Regions from separate parts of the Mus musculus genome. Here region 2 is linked to region 1. The links are chromatin contacts, called in public promoter capture Hi-C maps. All regions are on one chromosome and are shown on one strand. The core of a region is the stretch at or near the end of the contact, and the rest is flanking DNA. Distances in the headings are between cores, read along the strand shown.

Region 1 (5,267 bases), core at 766-3,265:
CCAGGGAGTGGCACTTTTAGAACGCCCTGTTGGAGTAGGTGTGGCCTTGCTGGAGTGGGTGTGGCCCTGTTGGAGTGGGTGTGGCCTTGTTGTAGGTGCGTCACTGTGGGTGTGGGCTTTAAGACCTTCATCCTAAACTGGGCGTGGTGGCGCACACCTTTGATCCTAGCACTCTGGAGGCAGAGGCTGGCGGATTTCTGAGTTCGAGGCCAGCCTGGCCTATAAAGCGAGTTCCAGGACAGCCAGGGTTATACAGAGAAACCCTGTCTCGAAAAACAAGAACAAACAAACAAAAGACCTTCATCCTAGCTGCCTGGAAGTCAGTCTTCCGCTAGCAGCCTTCAGATGAAGATGTAGAATTCTCAGTTCGTCCTGCACCATGCCTGCCTGGATGCTGCCATGCTCCCACCTTGATGATAATGGACTGAACCTCTGAACCTGTGAGCCAGCCCCAAATAAATGTTGTCCTTACAAGAGTTGCCTTGGTCAAGGTGTAAAGCGAGCAGTCAAAACCTAACTAAGACACACACTAAGCACTCAATAAGCCCATGTTAAATATGTGAATTATTCGTTGTATGAGCCAAGAGAATGTCCTAGGAAATGCTTAGACAGAGGGAGTTAGGGTAGAATAAGTCGTGGCGGGGATCACTGCAATTAGCCTGGCAGTCACAGCACACACACGTTGTGAACATACCTTGTGCACTCACATACACGTAGGCACCCACAGATACATATAAAGTAAAAATAAATAAAGCTTTACGTTATTTTAAAAGAGCGTGTACGGCTTTTTGAAAGGACTAGAGTTTAGTCCCCTGCACCTATGACAGGTGGCTCACAACTGCCCACCCGTAATTAATTTTAGCTCCAGAGGATCCAAAACCCTTTGTCTGTATTCACATTCACATACCCCACCAACGCAGACATAGTGATAATAATATTAATAATGATAATAAAACTTTAACAATTAAAGGGGAAAAAACCTAATTAGACCAAGGGTGGTGGCACATGCTTTTAATCCCAGTACTCAAAGGCAAAGACTGGTGGATCTCTGTGAGTCTGAGGCTAGCCTGGTCTACAGAGTGAGTTCGAGACTACATAGTGAGACCTTGTTCCAAAATCAAAACAAACAACAAATCCTTATTTTAAGCATACACTGAAGGGGGTCACGCACCCAGCAAGCTGACCTCTGAACATAGTGCGGACAGTGGGCACCAAAACAAACCAACCCATCCAATTACTTGAACTAAGTTCACTCGATGTGAACTTCACAAATGGTATCAGTAAGAGATGAGGAGAGGGACTATGAAATGGCAGGTGGACCAGACAGGAAGCAAGACTATCAGAAGAGGATACTTGATGGTGCTTGCAGGAGGCCTAGAGGAGGACAGGATGGAGGTTGGGCAAGGGAGTGAGGACCTGGAGCTGGACGGGATGGCAAGTGGGGCGCGGACGCCTGGAGGGGAGAAATCACTGGACGGCGTGCCTACTAGGTGCACACAGCCTGCAGCCTGGGGCTTCCCCGCTGTCACTCACCAGCTCCTCAAGATGCAAGTTTCTTGGCCCACAGTTAAGCAACTCGGCGGCCCTTATGTTGCTAGGTTACGAGCCACTCTTAGAAGGCGGGACTTTGAGTTTGACTGACATTCTTTTTCACCATTTAACTTCGAATCGGGTTGCGTTGGCTCCGCCTCCTGAAAGATGGCCAATCAAAATCCCCGCCTCTCTGACGTTTCGCCAATGGAAAGACGCAGGATTCCTGTTGGTTGCGCGAGTGAGGCGGGGGTGGGGGTGGGGTGGGGAGGAAAGGGGTGTTGCTTCCTCGCCCCGCCCTCCCTTTGGGAGGAGGGCTGTGAGAACGCTGAGTGACGTGTAGTCTACCCTGTCAAATTTCATTGCGACCCCTCTGATGGCCAGTAGGCTGTGGCCTAGGGCCGTGGGCGGGGCTTTCGGGGCTGAGTGACAGGAGTCGGCGGATGCGAAGGCTGGCGCAGCTGCCGCTGTGGCAGCGGTGAGGCGGCGGTGGCGGCTGCTGAGGCTCCGCGCTGGGGATATTGGCGGCGGCAACTGCGGGCTGAGCTACGCTGTGCAGACCCAGTGCACAGTGCGGGATCCCGGGACGGCGCGTGTAAGGATCCGAGGGGTGCGCGATCTTGGCCCGAGGGCAAGGGTCAGGGGTCAGAAGGTGCAGAGAAGGGGCTGGGGCTGAGTGCTCCAGAAGCCCGAGGCGGGGCCCTGGGAGGTGGCCGGCATGCTCTCTCCTTGCGGATCCCCTTCTCTCTGCACCCCTTTTCTTTGGCCTGACTTCCTGGGGCGACCCGGATCGCGATGGGGATCGTGGGGAGCTAGAGCCCCCGAGCGACCCTTCCTCCCTGCTCACCTCCCTGCTGTGTCCTCTTGTGACCTGGCCGGGGACTCCTGCCTGGGTCAGTCTGCCTCAGGGGACAGATCGCAGGATGGCAGCTAGCTATCTGATTCCGGGACCTTCTTCCAGGGGTGACCTTACCCCAGGGGTGACTCGCTGGGTCTCCGCTAGAGAGAGAACCAAGGTCTGCCAAAGGGCTGGACCTTAGGAGCTCCGAGTCTGCTGTGTGACCTTGGACAGTTTACTTACCCTCTCTGGGCCCCGTTTCTTTCTCTTTGAAAAGTCATAGGCTCTTCAGGAGGCAAAGGCAGGAGAATGGCAACTTCAAAGCTTCAAAGCTCCATAGGGATATCCCTACCACCAAAGACAAAAAACAAGAAAGCGGTTGGTGGATTTCGCCTAAGTGGAGTGCAGTTTCTAGGAATAGTTGGTGGGGCTGCGCTGAAGTGGGCAGTGTCCCCTGCGTTCCATGACTACTTGTGGCTCTTTACTTGGGAGAGGCCACGCTAAGCTGCCTCATGTATCAAGTGGGCGCTAACCAACTGAGGGCAGAGCCGTTGAGTCGGAGCCAGGAGGTTGTTTCCTGTGGGTGGGGTCTACAGCTGTGTACTGTAGATGTTCAGTAGCCTCTCTGGACTCCCTCGCAATCAATCCCAAGTTGTGATGCTGGAAATATTTCTAGACAGTGGGGACAAAGTCACTCCAGGCGAGAGCCATTGAGGTGAGACCAGGCATGTTAGAATGGAGTCATGCATCCCGCTGTTAAAATGTAAAACCCACTGGGAGGATCTCCCTAGGATGCTAGTGACGAACATTAGAAACCTGTTGTCATGCGTTGGGAGAGCTTCTTGCCTTCCAAGTGAATAGCGAGAACACACTGTTAGAGCCTCCTCCTCATGGCCTCAAAGTACATCCTTGTAATCCCTCTGCTGTGGAGTGCGTTAGAAGTGTGAGCCTAGTCTATGCAAGGCACTGGGGGAGGAGAGAGTTAAGCCAAAATTCAAAACACACTGCAGTTCTTTAGGCAGCCAAATGACGGGTATCTTGTGGGAGTTCCTCTTCTGTCTCCCCTTGTTGAGATTTCCAAGCAAAATAAATTCTCAAATCTGGAAAAGGAAAACAAAAAACACAAACGAACAACCCCCTCCCCACCCCCCACTTGCAGGAACTTTGCCAGGCAGAGTCTTTCAGGCTTAGCAGGCTGCTGCAGAAAGTGGTGTTTATCTCCGCTGCCGCCACCGCCTCTGTTAAGAGAGACAGGCTGTCTCTGCCTGGTGATGTTCCCATCCATCGTTCCTGGAAAGGGGGCAGACATTGCCCAGTTGTCCTGCCGAGGATTGGTTTGGAGGCGGACTATGTCTGGTGCACTGGCCACAGTTGGAGGCAGCAACCTGCTGCTGTCTCTAAGTTCAAAGGTCCCCGGGCAGATCTGCTGAGTCCTGCCTTTCTTTTTATCTCAGTAAGCAGAAGCCGGTCTGTGTAAACAGCTTCTCGAACAGGCCAGTCCTGAGGGTTTAAACCTGGAGAGAAGGAAGGATGGGGCTTTTGAAAAGGACTCTGATTATAAGTTGTAAGGAATGTGCAAGTGCTTCTTCCTCATTGAACATCTCCCGTAGAGGAGCGCAAAGGTCATGCAAGAAGAATTCCTGTCGGCCACCAGCAAAGCCAGGATGATCTTATGTATTCCCAAGAGTAATTACTGCTCTCTGAGGACAAGACCTGGTGACTTTAAGAGTCACCACACCTGGTTAGGAATGTAGGCCTGGAGACAAAGCTTGGCTTTCTGACTGTGGGCACTCAGGAAAGTTACCTATTACCTCTGTCCCTACCTGATGTGTAGAGGTTTTTATTTTTGTATAGCCCTGGCTGTCCTGGAACACACTCTGGCTGGCCTCTAACTCACAGAGATCCACCTGCCTCTGCCTCTGAGTGCTCAGATTAAAGGCATGCACCATCACAACAGACTCTGATTTTCATTTGTTGAGACTGTCTCTTATAAGTCAGGCTGGCCTTGAGCTCAATATATAGCCAAGGCTAGCCTTGAACTAGGACCTTCCTGCCTCAGGTCTCCCAAGTGCTGGAATTACAAGCCTGGGTCAGCATACCTGGTCTTACCTTCTTCATAGTTGGTGTGCCTTTATCTCCATAACTCTTATTCATCCTCTCCTCTCCTCTCCTCTCCTCTCCTCTCCTCTCCTCTCCTCTCCTCTCCTCTCCTCTCCTCTCCCCTCCCCTCCCCTCCCCTCCCCTCCCCCTCCCCCTCCCCCTCCCCCTCCCCCTCTTCTTCTTCTTCTTCTTCTTCTTCTTCTTCTTCTTCTTCTTCTTCTTCTTCTTCTTCTTCTTCTTCTCCTCTCTCTCCTTTCTCCCTCACCTTCTCTCTCTCTCTGTAAGTACACTTACTATATACAGTTCAACTGTCCTTAAACTATGTCACTCTCCTGCCTCAACCTCCCAATCATAGCAGATGTGGCAATTCCTAACTTTTTTTTTTTTTTTAATGTTGAAACACAGTGGCAGTGTGGGCTGTGGCTTACCAGGTAGAGTGAGGTCTAGCACACAGCCCTGGGTTCAGGCCCCAGTTCCCTATAAACCAGGTGTGATGCACAGTTGTAATCCCAGCAGAGGCAGGGGGATCAGATGTTCAAAGTCATCCTTTACTTCATAGCAACTTTGAAACCAGTGTGGGCTGCTCCAGTTGCATGGCCATCGCTGATGCCAGATCCAGAACACGTTCATCAGTAACGATTATGTTTTAATCATTACCTTTCTTTCTTTCTTTCTTTCCTTCTTTCTTTTTTTTTCTTTTCTTTTCTTATTTTAATTTTTTTATCCTTCAGACCTTAGAAGATGCCTCTGATGGAACAGGCTCTGGGAAGCTTCCCCGGCCCCGTGGCTTTGAACAGGA
Region 2 (5,267 bases), core at 1,521-4,020, 120 kb before region 1:
AGTTCTATCCTCCCCTTGGCCAGCCTACGTGTTCCACAGATAGAACAACTGTTTCAGCTCCAGGGGCCACCGAACTTCAAGCACATCTGGGTCACACTAACTGTCAGCCTGTTTTTATTTCCCGTGGGTCCTTCTCCTCTGCGATGGAGAAAGGAGCCTACGTCAAGGGCACCCACAGCCAGCCAACTTGGATTCAAAGGGAGAGGTGGTGAAAGGGCCTCATCCAGACTCCGTGGATTAAAGATATTGAGATCTATGAGGAAGTGGAGACATCCATCAAAAACCATGTACCTATGTACCTATGTCCTCAGATGCACGGTACAATAGCCAGGTCCGGGGGTGTGGGAAGTCTGCCGCAATGCCTGCTGGGAGGTTGGAAGCCCGAGAAGGACGTACAGAGTACCTGGTTCACAGAATGTACTCGAAACATCCTGTAACTGCCTGCATCCTATGCCCAACTGGGGCCTGGGTCAGACAATTCGAGGAGGAACCAAGGAAGCTGACTTTGGGGCTGAACCGGACCCCTCTGTGGACCCAGGAGTGTCTGTCCTCTTCTCTTTCTTCCTCTTGCCTCCCACCCACCTGTTCCATTCTTTTCCTCTGCTCTATCATTTTCAGGACAGGAGTCCACACCCACACTCAGGCCCGCTGACCTCCCTGCCATTCCAAGTGGCCCCAGGGATTGAACTCAGTCAGGTCTAAGGGCTTGGCAGAAAGTGCCTTTCCCCACGGAGCCACCTTGCCGGACTCGGTATAAATGTTTTTTTAACCAAGGGATCTGTGAATGGCCCCCAAACAGACCTGGAGTGCTCACGATACAGAGACCCTCGACTCAAACTGCCTTGGCCTCACTCTCTTGAATCCAGAAAAACAAATCAGTTTCCCCGGTAAGGATTATACTCTTACCATCTTTGAGGACTTGGACAACGATCAGGTGCTCTCGCTGGAGACCAGTATGGATGGATGCCCCACATGAACTTCGGGTATGTATGTAGGGTATCTCGTCACCCTGGGTCTCCTGCCTCTTGATAGGAAAGCACCATTCTTGGGTCACAGCTTAGACACGAGATCATCAACACAATGGCCCCTTGTCACAGGATGGGCTTTACAGGTCACCCTTCTGGGGTCCCTCAAATCCACCTTCACCACACTCAGCCCTATAGCCTCAGGAAGTCCCCTGACTTCCAAGGGCCCCAAAGATATAGATAGATAGATAGATAGATAGATAGATAGATAGATAGATAGATAGATAGATAAATAGATAGATAGGAACCAGAACCATATATATCACTCTTAAAAGAACAGAGAAGAGCTGGCCCCAGCTCTAGATGGACAGAGAGGGGGTGGGAAGAGCCTGGAATCCCGCATCCATCCTGTTCTGTGTGACAGGGACAGAGTGACCAATGCATGCTCCTAGGAATGGGATCCTGAGATCCCGCCCCTTCTGGGCCTGCAGCCACAGGTGGCTGTTAACTGCGTGTAGTCCTTCTCAGCCCTCCTTGGTGAAAGGCCTCACTGTGCTAGATCAGCCAGATTACATCCATTAGTCATTCAACACGCATCATGGCGGCCTGTTGCCATGGAAAGTGCAAAGGCGTTGAGGCGTCAACTCCCAGCCCTACTCACTCTTGTGGGAAGTCGGACAAACTGAGTAACCTCTCTGAGCTTCCAGAGATTTTGCTTCCTGCCCATAACATGAGGACACAGTCTTACCTCCAGGGGCTGAATGGAATGGACACTCAATAAGCAGAAGCCATCATTTGTGATGATCTTGGGCCACAGAGGTGAACCGTGGTGGAAGCCCTTAGGGGCCTTTTGAGCAGGAATCAGTTTTGTGTAAGTGGTTAAAGTAGTTGATGGCGTGATATGGGGTGTCACAGAGGAGGAGGAGGAGGAGGAGGAGGAGGAGGAGGAGGAGGGAAGACCGATGAATCAAGAGAGGCTGCTGGGAGGAGTTGGCTGGATTCTTCTTTTGTGTTTGCTACTAAATCCCTGTGCAACTTTGAGTTGATGACTTCCTTACCCTGAGGACCTCAGGTTCCCACCGATTGCAAGGTGGTCATTAAGCAGTGACTAGATGTAGCTGTGAATGGCTTTCTTCTAAAAACAAACAAACAAAACAACAACAAAAACGCAGGTGTCCTGGGCAGGGTAAAGACTCCAGCTAATCCAGTTTTGGTTCTGGGAGTGAGCCTAGTGTAGCCTGCCCTTCACCCTTGCTCTCCCTTCCCCCTGCCCTCCCCCAATCCCCCCAGATCCCAACAGAGGAGGAGCAAGGGCCACTCTGGTCTGGCTCCCAAAGAGGTCCCTTAACCCTGCTCAGCTGCCTGGATCGCAGTCCCACACAGCCTCATCTTTCCCAATCTAAACAGGGCAGGTCCTGGATGTCTCCTCTCTCAGTCCATACCTGTGTCTGCAGATGCTGTGTTCAGCTTGCCAGAGGGCCTATCACAGTGCCCATGAACGCTTAAACTGCTGCTCCAAGAGATCACCCTGTAGTTGGCCAGTGGCCTTATGAGCAGTCTTTAGACTGTCTCTAAATCAGATTCATTCATTCAAGTACTTATTGAGCGCCTGTTGTGTACCAGGCCCTAGCATAGATGCTAAATGCAAAGATGATAGATTGGAACCAGAACCCCTAAACACAGAACGGATCTGATGCCTCGTGGGCCCAGCCGGGGACTCGGTGACTCGCGTGTCACAGCGGCTGGGCGGATCGGTCTCCTCCCCTTCCTCTACCCGCCCCGCCCCGAGGCCGCCTCCACCCGCGGGATCCCAGCGACGCGTCCGACGCGTCCGCGCGCCAGGACTACTGCGTCCTCCTGTCTGTCTGTCTATCCGGCGGCGGGCGAGGTCCGGGCTGGGGCAAAGCGGTGCCCTCCTTCCCTCCCTCCCGGGAGCCAGCGGAGAAAGAGTCAGCGGGGGGTGAAAAGAGCCAGCGCGGGGAGATCACGGTGAGCGTGTAGCGCAGGGACCCCAAATCCCTGGCTCTGGCGGGCCCACGGGCAGATGCCACCGGGCGGGGACATAACGACCTGCAGCTCTTTTGCCCCCGGGGACGCCACCCCTGAGGAAACCTCGGTCGCGGCTCCATCCGGCACCCTCCATCCATCTCAACATCCCGCATCTTGAACTCGAATCCCTGCATCCCACATCCTTCATTCCGCATCCCGGAATTCTGCATCTCCACATCCCGCGTCCCTGCATCCCACACCGCAGCCCCCGGTAGCGCGCGGCCCGGGGCGGGGGACGCGCTCCAACCGAACACGGGCCACTGCGGGTGACAGCCTGGGGTATGATGCCCGCTGTTCTCCGGGTACCCCAGGGACTGCAGGGCACAGACCCCCGAGCCTCCCTGCCGCCCCCCCACCGGCGCCCCATTGTTCTCTGCCGCGGCTCCTGGGAGGGGGAGGGGGCTGCTCTCTTCTTAAAGGGCCCTTTCTCCTTCTTGTCGCCCCTGCAGGTCGCGAACACCAGTGGGGTGGGGCGTGCCCACGGCCCCCGCCCCTCCCCAGGGTCCCCCAGCTGCAGGTCCGGACCGCGATCCCCACGCTCCGCCCCCTTCCCTGGGAGATCTACCACCACTCAGGCCGGCCAGGAGAGGGGACAGGGGTGCAGGGGTGCAGGGAGCCCCGTCGGGAGGGGCGGACCCAAGTCACCCCGAAGCGAGGCACGGGATCTGGAAAGCGGAGCCAAGCGCGCAAGGAGCAGCAGGCTGGGGCCAGGGCCTCCTGGGTGACAAGGCCCTGCGTGGCGGACAGAAGGAACGGGAGAGAAGCAGGGACAGGCCGGACTTAGAGGGGCAAGTGCCTCCTCACTCCTGCACCTGCACTGAGGGGACTAAGGGATTGAGATCATGTCCCCCACCTAGGACAGACATTGCCTACCGCGCACCGCTGTGTGCAACAGCTGCGCTCTGCGGGAAGGGGTCCTCGCAGCGTCTGGATGGCCACCCATCCCCCTAACCCAGGCCTCTAGGCCTTGGAGACGAGCCCAGCTGGAAAAGAGGCCACACTCCTCGCCGCCCGCCCTGGAGAGGGAGGACGAAGCTTCCCCGGTGCTCCCAGGCCCAGGAGGAGCTGGGCCAGCAACAGTGGGGACCTGGCCCCGCAGGCGGCAGCGGCCATGTCACGGCCAGGCCAAGGTGTGATGGTGCCGGTGAACGGGCTGGGCTTCCCGCCGCAGAACGTGGCCAGGGTGGTGGTGTGGGAGTGGCTCAATGAGCACAGCCGCTGGCGACCCTACACGGCCACCGTGTGCCACCACATCGAGAATGTTCTTAAGGAGGATGCCCGGGGCTCTGTGGTCCTTGGCCAGGTGGACGCCCAGCTGGTGCCCTACATCATCGACCTACAATCCATGCATCAGTTCCGGCAAGACACAGGTGAGTGGCCTCCCAGAGGCCGGGCCAGCAGCTCTCACAGGGGGCGGGGGGGGGGGATGCAATAATTCCCCCCTCCCAGAATCCCTGAAAGGGGAGTCTGGGGCTCCTGGGAAAAGAGACCGTGTGACCTGGTCCAGATTAACATGTTGGTTCCAGCCCTATGTCTTATATTAGTTAGGGGTGGGGGGATGGATATGCAAATCACACAGCTCCAAGCCTCAGTTTCTTTGCCTGTAAAGTGGGTAGATTGCTGTCTCTCTGAGCTATGTAAAGATTTCTTTAAGTGGATCCCTCTTCCCCCCAGCCCTGAGCCCCTCAGTGCTTTAGCACACCCTCTTACCAAACCCACAGGACTGTTTGGTTTCTCTCTACTAATCACAGGCAGAAAGTCTTCCCCGTCCACCCCCCAATTCCCAGTGGGCCATTTTACAGGCAAAAGAAACTGAGTCTCTTCTGCAGCTGATTTGCACTCAGAGCCAAGATCAAAATCCAGGCAGCTGGGAGTCCAGAGCCATGGGGACAAACTGGCTGCAGGGGTGGGGTAGGGGTGGGGGGTGGTACAGATGATTCCTGAGAAATGCTGGTGATGTCTAAGGTGGTGGTGGGGGGCATGCTGGAAGAAAGAATGGCAGTGGCCTAGGAACGATGAGACGTTGAAGTGTCAAGGAGTGTAGAAATTCTTGATGGTCTGAAATGGTGCTGCTAAGCCTGATATTAGGAGTGGCCTGTGACGGGGGGGGGGGGCAGGCTAGGGGGTGCTGGCCATCTTGGTGGCCCCCTGGTGTGGGTGGTAGCTGTTGATGGTGGCCGTGGTGTGTCTGTGGTACAATCGTAACCGTGACGCTAGAGATGTCCCTACTCTCAGGCCCTCTCTCCTCTTCCG

What was found. Promoter capture Hi-C pulls out the DNA fragments that hold promoters and counts their contacts.
Region 2: a contact with region 1 is called in a promoter capture Hi-C map of pre-B cells. The contact joins the promoter of Dtx1 here to the promoter of Tpcn1 in region 1. A contact is called at or near these places in 3 of 39 promoter capture datasets (the C10 cell line, embryonic stem cells and pre-B cells), 4 of 484 Hi-C or Micro-C datasets (CD4 T cells, embryonic stem cells and forebrain), 3 of 115 datasets of contacts at active chromatin or transcription factors (the SCID.adh cell line and embryonic stem cells) and 2 of 9 other capture datasets (liver and pancreatic islet).

The regions. Positions count from the first base shown.
Region 1 is chr5:120,585,361-120,590,627 of GRCm38.p6, reverse strand. It overlaps Tpcn1 (two pore channel 1), which reads left to right and starts at 2,015. Exons shown (of 28, transcript NM_145853.2): 1 at 2,015-2,125; 2 at 5,200-5,267. It overlaps Iqcd (IQ motif containing D), which reads right to left and starts at 1,605. Exons shown (of 5, transcript NM_029408.2): 1 at 1,534-1,605.
Region 2 is chr5:120,709,172-120,714,438 of GRCm38.p6, reverse strand. Dtx1 (deltex 1, E3 ubiquitin ligase) reads left to right here and starts at 2,770. Exons shown (of 10, transcript NM_008052.3): 1 at 2,770-2,954; 2 at 3,464-4,384. The coding sequence starts at 4,126.